Linked DNA regions of Mus musculus: region 1 is linked to region 2. The links are chromatin contacts, called in public Hi-C maps. All regions are on one chromosome and are shown on one strand. Each heading gives the region's core, a stretch centred on a gene start, on an enhancer-like site or on the middle of the called end of the contact. The rest is flanking DNA. Distances are from core to core; before and after follow the strand shown. Region 1 holds the start of Sgtb (small glutamine-rich tetratricopeptide repeat (TPR)-containing, beta). Region 2 holds the start of Bdp1 (B double prime 1, subunit of RNA polymerase III transcription initiation factor IIIB).

The links. Hi-C and Micro-C count contacts between places; a contact is called where the count stands out from the background.
Region 1: a Hi-C map of B cells shows a contact between it and region 2, with 5 read pairs. The contact joins the promoter of Sgtb here to the promoter of Bdp1 in region 2. A contact is called at or near these places in 2 of 484 Hi-C or Micro-C datasets (B cells and muscle stem cells).

Annotation. Positions count from the first base shown.
Region 1 is chr13:104,107,765-104,112,358 of GRCm38.p6, reverse strand. It overlaps Sgtb (small glutamine-rich tetratricopeptide repeat (TPR)-containing, beta), which reads right to left and starts at 2,618. Exons shown (of 11, transcript NM_144838.2): 1 at 2,390-2,618; 2 at 1,170-1,289. The coding sequence starts at 1,269. Nln (neurolysin (metallopeptidase M3 family)) reads left to right here and starts at 2,745. Exons shown (of 13, transcript NM_029447.2): 1 at 2,745-2,943. The coding sequence starts at 2,903.
Region 2 is chr13:100,102,221-100,107,181 of GRCm38.p6, reverse strand. Bdp1 (B double prime 1, subunit of RNA polymerase III transcription initiation factor IIIB) reads left to right here and starts at 3,112. Exons shown (of 39, transcript NM_001081061.1): 1 at 3,112-3,555. The coding sequence starts at 3,344.

The DNA of each region.
Region 1 (4,594 bases), core at 1,369-3,868, 4.0 Mb before region 2:
CATAACATCTTGGTTTTTAAAATACTCTCGATTTTCTTTCTTCTTCATAAAAAAAACATCATACTGCCTTAGACGAGAAGAGAAATATCTTTTTTTAATTATGTGATTGCCTTCCTCTGTTGCTACAGAGCAACTGCAATCAAGACTTTCCTTTGATAGCCAAACTACCTTTATCTTTCCCGAGGTCTGATGATCAGAGAGGACAAAGACCTTAATATTAAATGGGCGAATTTGCAATGTCCTCCCACTGTGCCTCACCCCCTCCTCTCATTGTCGCCTGGAAAGACATCATCTCACCAGAGGAACAAATACCCAACTTTGATGTACATCTAACTTAAAGCATGTCGACAAAGGAAGTATACAGAATTAATAGATGATCCCCTCTATAGGAGAGGCAGCTCGGAGAAGGGAATTCCAACCTGCCTGCTATTTATTAAGCTCTCCCCAGTGTGCTCCCATTGTGATAATTAAGTCTGCAGACCACAAGGAAGCTAGGCTCACTGAACTTTCACCAGCCTGTCTATATCGTTTTGCCTTCTTATGGCTATACCGAGTTAAAATTTTATAATGCATAAACATGAAGTGATGGCGTCAAGGAAATGCCATGGTGCTCCTCCAGTCCTGCTTAGCTTTACTGAATCCAAGATTTAAAGCTCACGGAAAACAAGGGCGAAATTCTCTCATCCTCCAAAGCACCGTTTGCTAGAGTTCGGTAACAGTACTAATTAATTACTGAGTTGTTTTGTTTTTAACACGGTGCTATTGCCATGACTAAGGTATTTTCGTATGTTCAGAATGAGATTCTTTGCTATTAGGAAAATAGGGGGAAATCTTTGAAGTATAGATTTGAATGTAAACATCAGCTTTGTTACATGGTAGCCGTTCTGCTGCTTAAACAATCTAATTTCCTAGTCTGTTCATTGGGGATAATGTTCCCATGATGAAAAACTTCCCTAAAATATGAATGACATACTTCTGACAGTAATTTTTCAGTAGACAAATAGTCCTATTTCCTATTAGTTAAAACAAACCTCAAAAAATGGAAATAACATATCTAGTTAAGCCTCTCAACAAAATATTCTGATTTTGTTATTAAAAACCATAAGCTTTGGATTGTAGCTATTTTAGTATTTCTTTACAAAATTAGGACACAAACAATAGGTGCCTACCTTCCAAACTTTCTTGTTCATCAGAAGTATATGCATCCATCTGACTTTGTTCCCGCAAGAAACGAATAACTGCATAAACTAGGGGCTTCACAGATGACATTTTAGACGCTTAAATATCTCCTTGATTAAAAAAGAAGAAGAAAATAACAAGGGTCATCCACCAAGTTCAAAGCAATAAAAGCAAAAATATTCATTACCTTGATTACTTTTCTCTCTTTAAAGGGTCCAGAAAGCACAAGTGGTTATAGTCATGTATTCCACATGCTCATTCAGACCCAGCACTATTCAACTATGTTAAAGCTTGCATCAGTAAAAAAATAAAAATAACAAAGACAGATTTTCAAAACATGTGTAGCAACGCCTAGAGCTCACCGTGTCTTAACAGCATATATGATACAGATACAAGAAAGTATAGGAGTGCAGACATATGGAGAATCACCCTTGAAAGGCCTCGCTTCTAAGTTGAGGGAGATCTCGTACTGCTGACTCAGAATGTGAGCCATAGTGAGAGCATCTTCCTTTATTCCAAGAGATTTTTTTTAATGTATTAATCATTTATACTCTACTACTTTTGTAGGTTAAGAGTCACTTGCTGACGACAAGGCTCTGTGGAAAGGTTATTCAACCATTGAGTGTTATTGTTAAAACCCGGCGTTTCTATTTAATCAGTACACTGGTCAGAAATCACCGTCTAACCCGATAGATAGTACAAACCGATCTGCCCCTGCCTGCAGTAGCTGTGCTCTCGTGGACAAGCTGGAAGCTCCTGGCCGCGTTCATTCACATGGAATACTATGCATCCAAACAGTGGCGCAGGGCCAGGTGGCATTAATGGCTTATTTCCACTAAATCGTATCAGCAATCTGCTCCCCGGGATCCCTAATTCACAGCCAGGGTGTGGTACCCGCTTCTAGGATGTTTATTAGCTTTGTACTTCTTTTAAAGGCGAATCTACTCCCTAGGCCAGAGAGGTTATTTCACTCTCTGACTAAGGACCCGGGGCAGAAGAGGGAAACAGAATGGGGGTGGGGAGAGCTGTCCAACCTCCTCCAAGCTTCCCCTCCTACATCTCCAATCACATCCACCTCCCACCCCCATGGTTCCCTCCCCGTTGTACCCCGGCTTTGCCTCAGCCCAGACAGTGTTTGCAGGGGGTGCGCGGTGCAGGCCTCCATCTGGGGCTGCGGGAGACGCACCCTTTCCAGAGAGAAGCCCCTTACCACGAGAGGACACGAGATGACGGCTGCGGGCCCGGGGGCGTCGGGAAGCGGGTCCGCCTGTCCCCGCGGTCCTCGGGGCTTGAGCGGTGTTCTGGATCGCAGAGGGGGCCACGGCTCCCAAACTTCCCCCGCTCCAATGCTGCCGCCGCCGCCGCCCCCTCAGCCCACCCGGCTGCTCGCAAGGCTCTCGGACGACAGTGCTTGCTGGATCCGCCCCAGGGGCGGAGCAGGGCACGGAGGGGTGGGGTGGAGGCGGGGCAGAGAGAGGGGCGGGGCGATGGACTCGGGGCGGGGACGGAGCCGGATGCGGGGCGGGGCTAGGGGCGGGGCCACGGCGTAGGCGTGGGCCTGCAGCACGTGGGAGGGCGCTGGCTAGCGGCCTCAGTCTCGAGATCTGGTCTGCTCCGCTCTGCCCGCTCTCGGCTTCCGGGCTCGCAGACTCCACCGCCCGCCTCCTGCACCTACCAAGCCGGAGGACCACGCGCCAGCTGCTGCCGGCCTCCCGGCCTGCCCATGATCACCCTGTGCCTTTCGGCTCTGCGAGGCCTCCACAGGTACTCTAGTGGGCGGGTTAACCTTGACCGTGGGCAAGGGTGGGGTCGTCTGTCGACGACAGCCGTGGGGCCTGGTGCAGCCCTACTACACCCACCCAGGATGCCTCTGGGACTGTTCTTTCCCTCTGCCTGCTTGATGGACTCTGTAGGGACACCTGGTGCAGCAACCTGGGGCCACCTTTCCCTTGCCGCTTCCCCCAGGAGGCCGTCCTTTCCCCTTTGTTTGGGATTGCTTCAGCCGCAGTCTGTGAGAATTGTTGGGTTCACAGACCCAACCCAAAATAAATACGGAAGGATAGACCGACGCGCCCTTCAGACCTGCGGACCTGATACAGAGAGTGCCGCAGCTGTGGACTCCAGAAAGCAAGCATTTTCGTACGCACCTCATGCACTTGTTAGCGGTCCAGGCGTTTAATATACACCCGAGACCGCTTTGGTTTTCATACTTATTTCCGTCCTTGCTTTCTAACTTCATTTTTATATCCCTCCTTCCTTAAAACATTCGATCTCTTAACCTGGCAAATTGACTTGGTCCAGAATTGTTGCTTGGACACGGTTTGAATTGCTTCCTAGCGCTCTAACCACACCCCTCTGCAACAGACCAGTAGCAAAATGGTGAGAGAATTAAATTCTTTGCACGGATATGCCGGGTTTTCGGGAACAAAGCCGCCACCACCTCCCATTGCCAAATCTGCCTTACACTGAAATTTCATGTGAAAGTTCAACGGGGAAAAAAGAACTTTGTGGGGTTTGTAGATGTGCACACAACTATTTCAACCATCAGCATTTCTGCTTTTCGTCATTTTCTATTGTGCTTTGCCACTCATCTGCGTGGATCACTGTGTTCCTTAGCCCTTGTGCACCCAGGGGACAATAGTGATTCTTCAGAGTTCACCTGATGACTGTGACCATTATTTGAGCAAGGTTTGTTGTTTTCTGGTCTCCAGGCTGGAAGTGGTAAAGCTGTCAAATGAAGTTCTTTTTTCCATTTAATGGAAAGCAAGAAGAGAGAATAAATTTCCATTATAACGCTGCTAGCTCTCTTTTCTAACTTTTTAATATTAAGACCCCTTTACCTTTAAAAATTGCTGAAAACCTAGGAACATTAATTTTGTTGTTGTCGATTATATCTACCGATAGTTAACCATATACAATTAAAACTGGGACATTCGGGCTGGAGAGATGGCTCAGTGGGTAAGAGCACCCGACTGCTCTTCCGAAGGTCCAGAGTTCAAATCCCAGCAACCACATGGTGGCTCACAACCATCCTTAACGAGATCTGACTCCCTCTTCTGGAGTGTCTGAGGACAGCTACAGTGTACTTACATATAATAATAAATAAATAAATCTTTAAAAAAAAAACTGGGACATTCATAAAGATTAATGTTTATCAAGTAGTAATAAATATATGCGTATTTTTCCATTTATCTTGTCAGTGGATGCTGGAGTGACTTAATACAAAATGGCTTGATTACTACACATACCTGTACATTTAAGCTGTTTCTCCATTTTATTTTGATTTAAGAAGGAAAACCTTACTTCACATTCATATATAGGTAGAAAGAGAAGAATTTTTTTAAGCTTTATTTATTTTATTTATATGAGTATACTGTAGCTGTCTTCAGACACACCAGAAGAGGGCATCAGATCC
Region 2 (4,961 bases), core at 1,863-4,362:
AGAAAGGTCTTTTTTTCAAAATATTAATTCTACCAAGGTATACACTTGGGAGGTCTTCAAATTCGAGTATGTTTCTTAAACTCTTTCTTCACACATTTAAAGTTTTCATTGTAGAGGGTTTTTTTTAAAACTCTTTTGTTATGTATATTCTAAATATTTTATTTTATTTGAGAGACTGGGAAGAGGAGCGTGCCATGATCTCTTTCTCAGCATGCTTGTTACTCATATGTATTAAGACTGGTAAACTTTGTAAGTCAATTATGTATCATAACACTTTGCTGAAATTACTGAAAATTTCTATATTTTTTCTAGTCAAATTTTGGGAACATTGGGTATAAGATAATATAATCTTCAATTGAAAATAAAAAAATATATGTATAAAATCTATTTTATATGTATAGGTGTTTTGACTGAATGTATATCTGAAATTATGTTTTCTGAGTTCTCAAGTTACAAGGATGTACACCATGCACACAGAGTACATTGAGAGTTTCTGCCAGAGGACCAGGAGTGTGCCTTTCATTTCAGAGGAAGAGGCAGATAGGTCTTGGTGAATTCCTAGTCTACACACCAAGCAGAGTTCCAGGACAGCCAAGGCTGCTTAATGAGATCTTGACTCTGTCTTCAGAGATCCTGAAGGACATGGCAAACGCTGGAGAAAACTAGACTATTGTTTGCTTGGGTTTTTTTTTTTTTTAGTGTGTGTGTGTGTGTGTGTGTGTGTGTTGGCTCCCCTGGAGCTGGACTGAGAGGCATTTGTGAACTAGCTGCCATGGTCACTGGGATGCAAATTCTGGTCCTCATGATGGAATGCAAGTGCTTAACTGCTGAACCATGTCACCAGCCTCCAAATTGTAGAATTTTAAAATTACTGGTGACACTAACAACTTACTTCACAAACTTGTGTAACACCTGTCTTGTGATGTATTTAAGTAAAAGTAAAAGTTACTTTGTTGCAAGAGCTGGAGAGATGACTCAGCAGTAAGGAGCAATTGTTATTCAGCACCTACAGAGTGGCTCACAACCATCTATAACATCAGTACAGGGGAATCTGATGCTGTCTTCTCATCGTCCTAAGGCCCCCACTGCCAGGCACGTGCATGGTGCACATGCATGCATGTAAACTTACTCATACATATAAAAATAAATACATCTATAAAACACAATAAAATGTTCATAAAATAAATTTTTTGCTTTATGCCTTTACGAGTAGGGAATTAAATCTTAATCATTTTGATTTCCTTATCTACAAAGTTGTGACATCTTGGATTTTTAGGTAGAACACAGGATTATGAAAAGGCCTTGCATAAGAGCTTGCTGTAGAAAGCTGTATGTCCCAGCAGTGACTACAAGATTCTTTGAGGTATCTTTAGCATGGTATTATTTCTCAAATACTTATTTATTAATGAAGTCTTGATCTGTAACTTTAGCTGGCTTGGAACTAGCTATTTAGAACAGGCTGTTTTCAAACTCATGTAGTTCCCCTGTCTCAGCCTTGGCCTCTGGAGTGATGAAATTACAAGCATGTGCTATTATTACTCCTGGCATTTTGAGATGTCGTGAGCATCTACATCTATTTGATGCTCAGTACTAAACTGCACTCCCACCTTCTTCAGGTTTCCTGTGTTTGTTCTCTCTCTCTCTCTCTCTCTCTCTCTCTCTCTCTCTCTCTCTCTCTCTTCTGAAAAGGTTTCATGTAGCAGAGGCTGGTTTGCAATCTGATACCTATTTTCCTTGTCAAGTTGCCCTACTGCCAGTACCGCAGGACTCTTCCATCACCCTTGAAATCTCATCATATTTAATATATTCTTGTTGATCTTGTTCATTTATTTTGTATTTTCTCCTCTGTAACATACAATGTCTTATTTATTGCTCCGTTGATATCTCTGGAAGCAATAAATTTTGCAACATTCGTGTGCAAAATGTGGAGTATAATCATTTTTGACAGTTTTTATTTTAAAGTGTACAAAAGCCCATATAGTGGATGTCCTGTGAAGTGTTTCATGGCTTCTCTTTGCGATTTCCTCACACAGAATTTCAACCTTTTTTTTTACTCAATTAAAAATTTCTTGGCGGAGGTTGGGGGTTGGACAGATGGCTCAGTAGATCCATTTCCTGCTCTTCCAGTAGGTCCTAGTTTTGGTTCCCAGCACCAGCATCAGGAGTCTGATAACTACCTGTAACTTTTCAGTCTCCCGCAAACTCGCTCTCTCCATACTCATAGTTAAAACTTTTTTTTTTCCTAGCAGGGTATGGTAGCCTATACATACCTGTAATCTCAACATTGAGCCCGTGCAGGCAGGAGGATCAAGAGTTGAAGGGCAGCCTTAGCTATAAGAGGCCCTGTCTCAAAAACCCTAAAACAAACAGGTTCTATGCTCTGGGGATGCACTGGTGCTAAGGCACTACTCTCATACTATTTTATCTTATTGTAATTTTGAGGTAAGTCTTGTCAGATAGTCCAGGGCTCGGAACTTGTGACCTCTTTATTTCGGTTTCTCCAGTGCTGGGATTGCAGGCACGCACCACCATGCTCTGCATTCTTGCACACTTTGACTCTTCTCGAAAACTCCTTAATAGTTCATAAAAGATTCAGTTAAGTAGGTTGGGGATGGACGTTCCATGGCAGTGTGCATGCCGAGAATGCAGGGTTTGTGAGGGATCCTGGGTTCAAACCCTAGCACCACTGGCGAGAAATTAAAAGTTTGAGCCGGGCAGGCAGGGGTGGCGCACGCTTTTAATCCCAGCACTTGGGAGGCAGAGGTAGGCAGATTTCTGAGTTCGAGGCCAGCCTGGTCGACAGAGTGAGTTCCAGGACAGCCAGGGCTACACAGAGAAACCCTGTCTCGAAACGGCCCCCCCCCCAAAAAAAAAAAAAAAAAAGTTTGACCTGGAGGATTCAGCTGCTTCCGCTCTCTCTTTTCAACAACTCCCAAGGTCTTACAAAGGAAAGAATATCTGTCTTCGAATCAAAAAAAAAAAAAAAAAAAAAAATCTCTGGTTTACAGGTAACCGAAGCTACAGAGCGTTGCAGTTGCTATGGCTCCCGGCGCCCGGAGTCTGACGTCATCGTCGGCGCCGAATGATTACGCATTGCTTCCGGCGCCTTTCGCGAGCCGGGACGCGGGGAGGAGAAACTTAGCTTTTAGTGTGGCAGGGTCATGAAGAGGAGGCGGTGGCGGGAGAGCGGAGGAGGCGGAGGGGGCGCAAAACTGCGGTAGCCAGCGCTGGACTGGTGGTTGTGGACGTGTGGGAGGGTGAGAGTGTCAGCCTGCGGGCAGCGGCCGGGGCTCTGGGCTGAGCGCGGCCGCGGAGCCGCCGCTCTCGGCCCCCTGGCTCCGCCATGTTCCGCAGGGCACGCCTTAGCGTGAAGCCAAATGTCAGGCCTGGTGTAGGGACCAGGGGCTCCGCCGCTCCCAATCCCCAGCGTGGACCAGAGGCTCCCAGGCCTCCGGAGCCTGCCACCGAGTCAGCTCCGAAGCCAGCGGAGCCCACAGATGTGCCTGCAGTGGATTCCGGGGGAGCAGAACCCCAGGAACAGGCTCCCGGGAGCAGGTAAGGTCTTCTATCAAGCTGAGCTGTTGGATTTTTACCACGGAGCACCTCTCCTGCAACAAGCTTTTGATTTGAGCTGGATGAAACCACTTCTAGTTGTAGTTTTATTCCGTGATCTGAGGGTGCGACTACTATGACTCTGTCACGATCTTAAGATTCCCGAGGAGACAGTGTCTTGCCTTATCTTACAGAGATGGGAATCCAGGCTTAAGGATTTTGAAGTCAAGAATGTAGACGCACCATCACTTGGAAATTTAATTAATTGTCCTGGAGTACTTTACACTGAAAGCACTTTGGGATTTTCATTTTGTGGATATTTATTTTTGAAAGGAGAGCACCAGTGCTGATTTTTTTTCCTCCCTCCACGCGGTGATGCGGTTGAACCCAAGGCCTCATGGAGTGTTAGGTAAACGCCCTGCCCCTGAGTCAAAGGGAAGAGGCTTAGGTTACTTATTTTGGTTCGAGTGCATACTTCTTTATTGTAACTACGTTTCCTGAATCAAGACGCCTGGCTTTAGTGACAAATACCACATTTGAATTTAGGACGCTCCTACTTAGCTTAGCAAGTTTAAGTAGGTTGTTCTCAGAGAAAATTTGTTCCTGGTGTCAAGTTAGTACCTCCTTTAGGACAATATTGTGAGATCAGATAGGATTACATAAACTGCCTTACATGCCACATGGTAGAATAGTTCCCCCAAATTTACTAAAAAAAAAAATTTGATTACTTTCAAAAAAAGGTGATGAGACCGAGTATGGTGTCACAACTTTAGTCCTAGCAATAGGGAGGCAGAGGCCACCCTGCTTTAGGACAGTCAGCCCCATAGTGAGAACCCGTCTCAAAAAACAAAACAGTGGAGAAAGGTGATGGTACAAATTAAATATGTGACGGGTTAATATGGTGACTGTAGTGTTTTATAATATACAGAGGAAAAAGCCAGTAAGTAATCACATTAAGTGACAGGGAGATGGTACAATTTATGTTTGCATAGTAACAGCATTTCTTCTGTTAATCAGAGTTTGTGCTGTGTGTTATTTTGGCATTCCAATTATGCACCATGATTTCAACATTTTTTTTTTTAAACTTGGATCTGTTTGAAAATTTTCTGCTTAGAATAGAAATACCAGTATTGGTCACTGCTCCAAATTTGGAAAATTTTGTTAACTATATAGGAAGGCATAATGATTGATATTTTATAAATTCCCATAGGCCATAGTCCTGAGACATGCTTGAGAATATTTTAGTTGACAATTAGAGTACATCATATACTATGCATATAAACTATATGTGTGAATGTGTATATACATACACACATATAGTTTGTCTGTTTGGGGGGGACAAGATTTAACTATGTAGCTTTGACTTGCTGGAAGTCTCTTACCTCCTGAGTGCTGGCATTAAAAGCATG